Regions from separate parts of the Zea mays genome. Here regions 1 and 3 are each linked to region 2. A link is a contact called in public Hi-C data. All regions are on one chromosome and are shown on one strand. The core of a region is the stretch at or near the end of the contact, and the rest is flanking DNA. Distances in the headings are between cores, read along the strand shown.

What was found. A called contact is a pair of places that touch in the nucleus more often than the background predicts.
Region 1: a contact with region 2 is called in a Hi-C map of ear, with 3 times the contacts expected there. The contact joins the promoter of LOC103643822 here to the promoter of LOC100283861 in region 2. A contact is called at or near these places in 4 of 25 Hi-C or Micro-C datasets (ear, leaf and tassel).
Region 3: a Hi-C map of ear shows a contact between it and region 2, with 2.6 times the contacts expected there. The contact joins the enhancer-like site here to the promoter of LOC100283861 in region 2. A contact is called at or near these places in 4 of 25 Hi-C or Micro-C datasets (ear, leaf and tassel).

The regions. Positions count from the first base shown.
Region 1 is chr1:267,919,336-267,922,910 of Zm-B73-REFERENCE-NAM-5.0, forward strand. LOC103643822 (calcineurin-binding protein 1) reads right to left here and starts at 2,321. Exons shown (of 22, transcript XM_020546868.2): 1 at 2,000-2,321; 2 at 1,587-1,677; 3 at 1,415-1,489. The coding sequence starts at 1,589.
Region 2 is chr1:268,106,821-268,110,438 of Zm-B73-REFERENCE-NAM-5.0, forward strand. LOC100283861 (p8MTCP1) reads left to right here and starts at 1,515. Exons shown (of 5, transcript NM_001291789.1): 1 at 1,515-1,606; 2 at 3,381-3,440. The coding sequence starts at 1,588.
Region 3 is chr1:268,311,946-268,315,891 of Zm-B73-REFERENCE-NAM-5.0, forward strand. It overlaps a transcript of LOC100193597 not described here. Among protein-coding and RNA genes, the nearest start is that of LOC100193597, 11 kb to the right of the region's middle. Within about 2 kb of position 1,871, at least 16 of the 20 cell types and tissues checked have an H3K27ac peak or open chromatin away from gene starts, as enhancers often do. A contact at or near this core is called in ear and tassel, where this site is marked.

The DNA.
Region 1 (3,575 bases), core at 1,071-3,570, 190 kb before region 2:
AGGGTAGAGTATGTTCTTTATTGTATTGTAATCTGCAGTTTTTGTTTCAGTTGATAGTGCGTGCGTGTGGGTGCAGGTGTCCCTAACCTGTACCTCTCTTGTTAGACCCTTTCTTCTATCTTATCTATAAATATGCGCAGCTCTCCTGCATTTTTCAAAAAAATTAAGATATCTGATGTTCCCAACAAGAGCTTTTTTATCACTACAAGCACAATATTAGTCAGATCAGATCACATTTGTTCCTAAGAGATCTGAGGTTCCCAACAAGAACTGTTTTGCTCACTGCAAGCACGGTTTTAGTCAGATCGGAATACATTTGTTCCTAATATATCTAAGCATCTGAGGTTGCCAATAACTGTTTTGTTCATTTCAAGCACAATTTTAGTCAGATCAGAATACAATGTTCCTAAGAGATCTGTGGTTCCCAACCAGAACTGTTTTGTTTACTGCAAGCACAATTTTAGTCAGATCTTCACATTAACTTAATCATGAATCATGATATATCCTTCAGATATCCCTCTCAGCTGTGATAGTCTGTGATACACTCAAGGCTCGCGCAAAACTTTCCATGCATGTATCTCCTTCCACATAGAGAAAAGTAGCACTTGGCAATTTGGCATAGATGTATAAATCACAAGGGTCCTAAATTCATGTCAATTTTAAGGATACACAGCAGGGCAGGGCTCTAAGCAATTGCCTGTGGACACTGCCTTCCCAGCTCAAAATTCTTCGTCACAACCACTAATTTAATTTTGAATCATGGATATGTCTGAGAGCACCATCTTTTACACTAGCATATACCTTAACAAACAGACCTAAGCATGCAGAAAGAATTTTTATGAAAACAAATCCTGACACCACAGACCACACTACTATATGTTTATCTTCATTTTAATCACAGTATAACTCAACATAAAGATTAGCATCTTAAATCTTAAAGAACTAATCACCTTCATGCCCACCTATGTCTACCAATAGAAACTGCAGTTCAAACGACTAGTGAGAACTAAGAACTATACACTTCAATATCTAAAATTACCAGTGTTGGTCCAACATGCAGTACTGATAGATGAGCGGCATTGTTCTTGGCGTTGTACCTAAGTTAAAAGGTCATGCCAGCTTAAGTGTGGATTTTAGTCTTGAAATTTTCTGGATTTTACTCTATCCTGTACACCGAATAACAGGGGGGACGATTGTGATGCACAGCATGATCTCTCGACGATGGCTTTTGGCTTGACAGAGCAATTACAAAATAGTTTCGTCAGATGAGACACGATTGACCCAACACGTTGCTTTCCACAAATCGTAAGCCCTAGCTCATGACAACCCAGAAGATGAAGAAACAGACCACTAAAATTTCCAGGCGATGGCAAGTTCAGAGCGATAAGAAACCAGGGAGGAGAAGGATACCCACCTGAGCTTCTTTGGTGGGCGCAAGCGGCTCCCATTGGCCACCGGAGTCGCTCTCGTTGATGGCCGCGATGGAGAACTGCGAGCGAACGATAAAGGGGTAAGACGAAAAGCAGCGACGAATTCGAACAGGGAGCAAGACGTGTGCAGGGACGGAGTGTGAAAGTGTGGTTCACCATGGTCGACGGCCCAGCGGATAGAGCCGCGGAAGGATCGACGGCGACGAGGGCTCCGGGAGTTCGCTGAACTTGCACACGAGCTGGCCACCTGGTGGAAAATGGAAACTCATAGTTTAATTAGGTGAGCAGTTGTCTGGTTAAAAAATACTTTTTTCTAGTGTTTTCTGGGGATTGGAACCTGAACTTATGGTCTTTAATTTCCAAAACATGATATGCACTCTGCTCTTGATTCTGTTAGTGCTTTTTGAAGATGGATTAATTGTATACATGCCGCTCTACTTTTGCAAAATTAGTTTGTTAGTTCATTTTGATGCCCACTAAAATTTCCAGGCGACGGTCGCTGCTGGAAATAACTTCAGTTAGGGTTTGGGTGCTCGGTTGCAGGAAGAGAAGGGAAGGGGTGGGCATACCTATTGGATTCTCGTCGCCAGCAACGGTCCCGGACAAGAGCTGGCCACCTGGTCTAGGGCGGCAGCAGCGGCCGTCGGCAGTCGCCCAGTCGTCGCCACGGTGACGTCCACCGACCAGAGGAGCGAGCGCGGCGACGGGCCGAGCGGACTGTGGGCTGTAGGCCACGGGGTGAAGGAAGCGCTGCTCGAAGCGCGGCGGGCCTGGAGTTGGTGCAATCAAGTGGGGGCCGTAGGCCACGAGATGACCGGACCGGTCTGCGCTCCCTACTCCTGGCATTTACTTTTAGGGAAAACTGCATAAACCCACTTACAAGTTTGGGGTGTTTTCAAATACCCACTTACAACTTTTATTATGCCAAACTCCTCCCTCCAAATTAGGTGGTCTAAATCTATAGCAGACACACGGCTTCATCTTTGGCTCATCTAAAACTCATTAAGCTTGGCTCCTGGCGGCGCTGGCGCCCACGCCCCTCGACGCTGCCACCGTGCAACATCACTGGCGCTCTTGCTAATGGCCCTCGAGGCGGGTTAACGACGATCCCAACGCGTAAGCGGGCTGCCTGGGCGCGAGCCCCCAACGCCGCAACCCATCAGCGAGGATGATTTCTAGAGGAGGCGAAGCTCCCCGGCGCGGAGGCGTGATCCCGGCGCGAAGGCTTGGTCCCTGTGCTAGCGGATGGCTGCGAGGGCGAGGGCGTGAGCTCCCTGCAATGGAGCCATGACGCATCAGTGAGGGCTAAGGTCCTTGGACCCACGTCCCATCGGCTCGAACTGGCTCCCTGGAGTCATATTCCTCACCTTGACCCTGTGTCAATGCATTTTCTTCTACTTTATCCTCTTTAACTCGTTCTCCCCTAACCGTTCACAATGGCGGCTGCTGGATCTGAGGACGACGACAATCTGTCATCACCTAGACCACAGGTATTTCCTTCGTATGGAGCTTCAGTGCTACTGTCCATTCAATTTCGGTACCATCTCGGAACAGAAAACTGAATATTGTTTCATGCATATTTTTGGGACTACGCAGATCCTTTGTATGGAGTTTCAAGTGCGTGTTGGAGTGAAATTTGATGGTAGTGTAGATGGTTATTCTGGTGGAAGGGTTGGTTACATGAGATTTATGTAGCCACAAGGGGTTGATTGGTTTATAATGCAGGAAAATCTTGTGTACCATGGCTACGAAGGAAATGCCACCTTGTACTATTTAAAACCTGGCCATACGGCACCACAAGGTCTTGTTTTGATGGATAGTGCAGAACATGTACAACAGTTGATGAAGGACCATGAGGGCCTTAAGGTGTGCAAATTGTTCATTTTGGGAACTGAAGAAGGAGATGGTGATGTATGGGAAGGTGAAGAAAGGGATGTATGGGAAGATGATGAAGAATATGTCGCATGGGAAACTGAAGAAGATGATGGAGATTTATATGTTATAAATAATAACAGTGATTTGAAACAAATTCAAAAGGATCATACAGGACAATTGATAAATGAAATTGATAAAAGGGTTTATTTGTCGGATGAGGTTAATGAAGGTGTTCACAGTCCCATAAATTTTGATGGTGAGGGTATATAT
Region 2 (3,618 bases), core at 265-2,764:
CAACAGGGAATTGCATTGGACGAAGCTGTACATATGCATACCACACCATGTGCAGGTGGTTAATGAGATGGATGTCTGTGTTTGGCATGCTTTCACTACGGTTAGTTTTTTCCCGATGTATCTAATGAGGTACTTTTTACTCCAAAACCATTAGTTTTGCTCTACTTAATGAAAATATAGTGAGCCCATTCGATATTGCTTTAACTATCATTTATGTTTGTCTTTTTGAAAATGTATTAACCATTAATTTTGCTGAGATAAAACCACATACTCATGTACCTTTATGTTTGTCCTTGTGACCTCTTGAAACTTGTTAATTAAGACCTTTAGACCTTGTAGAGTTGTGGTCTTATTTTATATGATGGATGGCAGAGAAGTAGCTTTTTCTGAAATGGGATAACTGGATAAACTTTTTAATATAATTTTGTGGAATGTTATTGGTACAGAAAAAGATCGAGGACGATATATTTGTACTTGTTAGTGTCCATGGATGTGTAGAGGAAGCATTTTTCTGGAAACGAGCAATTCCCTGATAGTGAGGTTGTTGTTTGCCCATCAGAAACCTTGTCCTTCCCCCAAAAAATCTTGCTTGTTTACAATATGTATCTTGTTTCCAACATATGAGTATGACCTTGTGCATCTTTTTGTCAAATTTGCAATCTTATAGAGTCAAAGTTGGATACACAGTCTCTGGCCAATCTGGAGGCGTTGGTAGCTCATCATCTCAAGGTGGTGGTTGTGCAGCTAATCTGCTAATGCTGTTATGTACAAAGGCATATATGTCGTGTGCGTTTTAATACAATATAGTTATTCCGATTTCTTCACAATAGTTTTTATTCATACTTTTCGATGTTTACTTGAAATATGGAATCCATATTGTTCTATTGTTGTGCTATTGAAGTCAAAACCACTTTCTATGACTTTAGATCACTATGTTGTCCTTGTGTCGGATTAACACTTTTTATTATTTCTATTTCTTGGATAAAATGTTGTGATTCTGTCTGAACTGCTATCGGAGAAGAAAATTTTCAACGCATTGTTGCAGCAAATGATGGAATTGTTCAAACTTCTATCATCGCAACGTACGAGCATTGTACTATCACATATATATAAACCTGTATGGTACCGATGATTTCAATGTAGTGATAAAATAGCTATATTAAAATAATAAAGTTTATGTATAGCTAGGATCATAAATTAATTATGAAATATTCTCATAACAGTGTAACACATTTGTACTCTGGAACCAAACACTACCTAAATTCCGGAAGAAAGACGAACCGACATTGGTACTCAGATCCAAATGGCATACTATCGCCATTCGCCACCGGTAACTCTTGTGTCCCATACCACCACATGCACTGTTGCGCGAGCCCACACGTCAGATCTTCTTGTGTCGCAAGACAGGCCCACAAACTGGGACTAATGGTTCGAGAGTCGAGACTTCGAGTGCCTTCTCCCTTATAAAACCGAACGCCCAGGGCCCTCCATGTTCAATCTCGTTGTCCGTTGTACTCTCTCTCTCTATTCGTTCCCCGCCTCACCCCGAGCCAGCCGTCTCGCTAGGGTTTCGCCGCCGCCGCCGCCATGCCTCGCCGCAGCTCAGGTAACCTTCCTTTCTGGCGCCTCCTAAGGTTTCGTTTCGAGATTTGGCTGTTATTTTCGTTGATCGGTCGGGCTGTCTCCTCCCGGATCTGGGGTTCGGGTGCGTAGGTTTGGGCGTTTGTGGATTTGATTCAGTCGGTATGACTTTGTTGCTCGCTCGTGTTAGTATGTGCAAATTATATTGTTCCTGTGGGTGTAGGAATAGCCGGATCTGTTTCTAGCGTTCAATGGCTGGGTCGCGCCTCTTTGGGTAATTGTGGGAAATGGGCAGCTGTTACTATTCGGCAGAGAATCGATTGCTTCTTGAATAACCGGTTGCAGATACTATTTCTTCGCAGGCGGTTCAGACAGGGGCATAAAGAAAATCTGAATCCCGACGGGGATCGGATTCCTGACTGGGAAGGGTTACTTCCATTGACCCTTTCTTGTTCGGATTCTGAATCCCCTCGAGGGAAGGGTTATTTCCGTTGATCCTTCCTCGTTCGGATTCAAATAGATTTATACTACTGTGTTTTCTAATGAGGCGTCTATTCTTGAAAGTTATTCACCTGCGTAGTGCCGTAGTGGATTGAATCTTATGATGTTGCATTTATGTAGCTGTATTGTCAGTTGATCAGTGCCCCTTTGAGTAACCATTACAGTCCCTGGGTACTGTCTTGGTTTAGTTAGGGGGCGCATAGCAATGGCCATCTGATGACCACTCAGGCCTTTTGAGGGGGCGCCTCATCTGTCATACCAAGAATTGCCCCCAAGCGGCCCTAGACATGTATCTACATTATCACAATGCAATGCTTTTTTCAGTTGTTTTTTTGTGGCTTACTACCATATGCCTTTTTGAGTAGCCATCATAGTTGTGTATACTATTTTGGTTTAGTTAGGAGGCACATAGAGATACGTGACAAAGTCACCTTGGCTGATCAGAGCGGCACATCAAGCATTTGTTGGATGTGTTTTTTTGAAAAACCTTACATTGTAGTGTCATCATCTTTATTTTTGCTTCTCTGCTTATGAAGTTTATTGAATGGTATACATGTTATGCAAAACATTCGTAAGATTGCTTTTGTACTTGATTAAAATCAAGGTTTCAGGGAGCAAAGAAACATCTGACAGGATTACTTAGTCGCAAAGAATGTGCCTCTTGAATAACCAGTTGCTTTGATTACTATGCTTGCATTTGGTTCAGACAGGGGCCACATAATAAATGGATGATTTGAGGGAACGGATCTTGTCTTCTTTTGTCCCTTCTTAAAAAACTCGACCTGCGAGGGGTAAGACAGCCCCCGGGCATTGAATTAAGAAGAAGACCTTCTCACACAGGTCGAGAAAACCCCCGAACCCCTGCCCCACCCATACACAGCGGCATCGAAGCCCATGTGAGAACGACCACGACCGGGGCTGAGCCTTAGACCTGTGCTTTGGCATGGGACAGACGAGGGGATTTTTTTAACCACAGCCTGAAATTCGCTCCCACGGGGAGTCGAACCCAGGACCTGAGGAGTGCTACTCAGACCACCTAACCAACTCAGCTAGAGGCCCTTTCGCTTGTCCCTTCTTAGATTGATTCCTATAGTTAACTGCTATTCTCATCATCATAATTTTGCTGGTGGAGGATGTGGCTGTGCCAGGTTTATAGTATCATGGTTTGTTAGCTTGTTGCATCTATCTCTCTACCATTGTTGTGTCCTGATTTTTGTGTTAAACTGTGTTTACAATAAACCAAGCCACTTTGTTTGTGTAATTCTTTTGTTGCTTATTTTTTGCCATTATATTGTCAGGAAGGTCTGCCCCACGCCCAGCTCCCCGTGCTGCTCCAGTGAGGAACCCGCCACAGCCAGGTACTCAAGTGATTCACATAGGCGATAAGTATCTTTAGAACTGACATTGGCATGGTTAGCATGTGTCTTTTGACTCTGCAGTATTATATTGTGGATGTGTTATGATTATGTAACTTCAGTTATGTTTTTTGTATATCTGTGTCTGTTCAGTTGTTCAAAATGTGTTCAATTTGTTACT
Region 3 (3,946 bases), core at 621-3,120, 210 kb after region 2:
CCTTGAGAGGAAGGTGCACCTCTGCAACGGCACAACACCTAGCCCACGAGGCCATATGTCAGTCCCCTTTAGAATTTTGTCGTAGCAAGCTTTTAGACAAGGTAACACATAAACTCATGTGACTCAGAAGAACACAATCATGTTTTGGTGATGTAAAGCTTGCCAACTATTTTAGGATCTATTCCTTTGCTTAATAGGAGATTACATGGAAATTAAATTGTAGTCCTACAATCAAACACGTAAAGGTTGATTTCCTAACATGAGTACCATACCAAACTAAGCAACAAAGTTAGCAATCATGATAAAACATGTAAAGGCTATTTTTCTCATATGAGTAACATACTAAACTAGCATCCAATGTTTTAGGGTGTTTGGTTTGAGGAATGGGTTGGTCTATTATCTTCTCACTCCTCATTTTTTTTGTTTGGTTTGTGAAATGGAATGAGTTGATCCATCACCACCTCATTCCTCATAATTAGTTAGTTAGTACTAATACGAGGAATTGGGTCATCACACCAAATTTAAGGAATGGACCTATGATGCACCACCTCATTTTGGATGGAGCGATTCCTCAAACCAAACACCCACTTTATTTCCAACAACAACCATCTTTGTTGTGCGCATCGTCATCACTACGCGAGAGCTCATGGACACATCACCGCCACCGTTATCATGCGCAAGGTCGAGGTGCGTCACCCATGCCTCCGACGCAATGCACGACACCAGGGATCGATATGCCACTCATGTCATCGTTGTATGCCCATGGCATTGCCACCATCGTTCCACACGTGGTCGTGCTTAAAGAAACCAGAAGGGAGAGAGGTGAAGCTAGGGATTTAATGAGATATATGTTTATATAGTGAATCCAACTAATGAAATCTATCTTAGGCCATCCAACAACTAAAACCAATTGTATCACGTCATGTCGGTCCATTAATCGTGTTGTGCTTGTGTCAACACTGCAGGTCGAACCTCAGGCATGGCTCTAGACCATGTCCATGTCAGCATTGACACTATAGACCGTAGGCCCATTGTCGCTCTGACGAGCTTGGCCCATTTAACCATCTATAATGATTAATAGAATCATGGTAAAAAAAAACTTAGATGTTTACGAGCATAAGCCCATAACCAAAATACCAGTCTACACTTAGCCCATTAGGCCAGAAACCATTATTAAGGAACCGCAATCGGTGAAACCATTTCTTGTACTTACACAACTTCAGCGTTCATGGTCACTTCTGTCAAGCCAGCAGGCACTGTAAGAACATACTATCCACCGCACCATGATGTGGACAACTCGCAAGAGATAATAAGGATTAAAGAATACTCCTGCAATGTATTCACCGCGTCCTAAAATAAATGCCGTTATGGTATTTATATTGGTCATTTTAATATTTAACTAGATTTATAAAAATGTTAGTACTGTTTTTATATAAAAATAAATTTATTGTATAAATAGATTTAATGACCTATCTATTATTAATATTAATATTTTTATATATTTGGTAAAAAAAATAAAACATTTGACTTCGCTGATAAACGACAGTGCGTTTTGGGACGGCGGAGCACACGGTAACACGAGAAGGGAGAGCCAGAAAATTTTTAGGATAGACTGAACTAAACCAATTTAGTATAAAAGCTTTTATATTATATTGTGTACATTTCAAAATTTAGGATAGGTTACAAACTTACCGTAGAAGTTTATGTGTTTGAAAGCTGTAGGGCAGTAGGGGGCTCGGGGCGCCCCACCGCTGCCTCCCTCCTGCACAGAAAAAGAAAACAAAAGCAGCCTTGCCTCTGGCGTTAGTGAGCACGCACCGCCACAGCGAGTACTAGTAGGATTGTACCGCAGCAGTTGTACTAGAAAAGGATTTGGCATGCGCGGGCTGGTCCCTGGGCCCTGCCTCGTCCTCGCTCCGATCACTTCGCTATGGTTGGCAACTTGCCATGGCGTCGAGCATCTTCCCAACTTCTTGGGTGCTGTTGTCAAAGTACAATTCGGAGCATACAAGCTTTAATTATTCTCTTAGCTAGTGCATGTTGCAGTCGACAAGGGGACGATTTAGAACCGAGATTCTTTCACCAAATCTTCCGGTAACACATACATGTCCAAGCAGGTTAGTTTAAGTCGTTTCTTCACTGGCAATATCTATACAAATGTATTATCTTAAATGACAATAATCATATATTTTATAAAGTTTCATAGTGAATCTAGTAAATATTGACCTTGTGCCGTATCTACATAAAAATTCAAAGAACAATTGTCAAAACTTAAATTTATTTTTTTCTATGGGTCAGGACATGGTTGCAGGCTGACAGACCCAGAGTCTTTTGGAAGCCCTGACAGTTTAGTGGGCCAAACAAACAACTGAGTAAATATAATCTTCTCTATGACTCTATATATGACAGACAAGTTGCATTGGTTTCCTTTCCACTTAGAGCCACCGACATGAGTTCCCTTCTCCTTCCCACTAGAGCCTCGCTTTAATTTGGAATGACGCACAGTTTACCCAGATTCCTGCTGCATAAATCGAACTAATTAAGTTCTAATCTCCTTCCTACGAAACATAATTCCTTTTCCCTGTCGAATAATCAGAGTCCCTTCCCTTATCGAATAGTCTGCAAAGCAAGTGGATCCCAGGAGCTTCTGCAGATGATAAAGCCCGACATCCACATGGGCAACTCTCTCTGAGTCTAAAATCCCTCCCCAATAAATAAAGCGAAATATTCCCTCAAATTCTCTGGACGACCAGCATACAGCTCATTGTATGCATTGCGCGTATGCAGCTGCGACAGAGGCCGCAACAACTCAGCTTTCTTTACGCGATCCGATTGCTACTTCCCAAAGAGAAGCCGAGAGAGTAAACACTCACCAGCCTGGCAGTGCTTAATTCAGCTGAGTGATGCACCAATCAGTGGCCACCCAATGCTATTATATATAGATGATCACAGATCTATCAACACCACCAAACCCAATCCCTTTCCAGCACACTGCAAAACACCAAAAGGACCGAAAGCAATGGCATGCGTTGCAGGAACACCAAACCTGCGTGATTCAGAGTCAGAAAGGCAATTGTATGAGTCCATGGGCATTGGCATTGACAGGGCAAAGATACCTACACAGTTTCACGAGAAAACATGCACCGTCGCGCGCTGGCCACTGGACACGACAACAACAACTTGCCTATATTGGCATAGGCAGAGTGATAATGTTGGTTAAGATAACGAGTGCTATACGCATGAAAACTTCTTTCATAAATAAAGGCCTACATCTACATATAGAGACATGAATAATGAAGCAGCACGATCTGAAGCATCTAGGTCCCCTACTATTTTTTAATAAGAATGAACTGTAGCTGTGACGACATGCCAAAGCCTAGTAGATATTTTATTTACGTACCTGAATATGATTGGCCCATCACTGCTCTCGGTTTGTACTTGTGCACATGTGAGATCCAAGTTGAAAACGCACGATCATTTCAACAGGGAAAACTACACTTGAGTAGGAGGCAGGGAACTGTACAAGTTTAGCTCTGAAACAAGTAGCTGATGTTCCAGTGGCAGCTAATCACCAAACAAGCATAATTTGGAAATAAGGGCTGTCACTATCACAGGAAAAAATGACGAGGGATTTATGCACAATGACATTAGAATCACTAACAAAAAGCATTAGGAGAAATGGAAGCTGACAAATTTTGTCTTACCACCTTGTATAGGATCTTGCTTGCGTGTACTAAGTCTGGTCAGCTCAAGAATTAAGAACTATTACAGATGCAACTACAATCACTACATATATTCTTTCTAGAAGTCAAGTTTTGAAAGGCTACATCGTCCTATAGAATTCAGCCCACAATGACTAAATAGTTGAGGCAAATATAAACTTTCTTTTCTTTCTCTTAAATTTAACTGAACAAAAAAAAGATCAGGAACAAACAAGAAATACAAA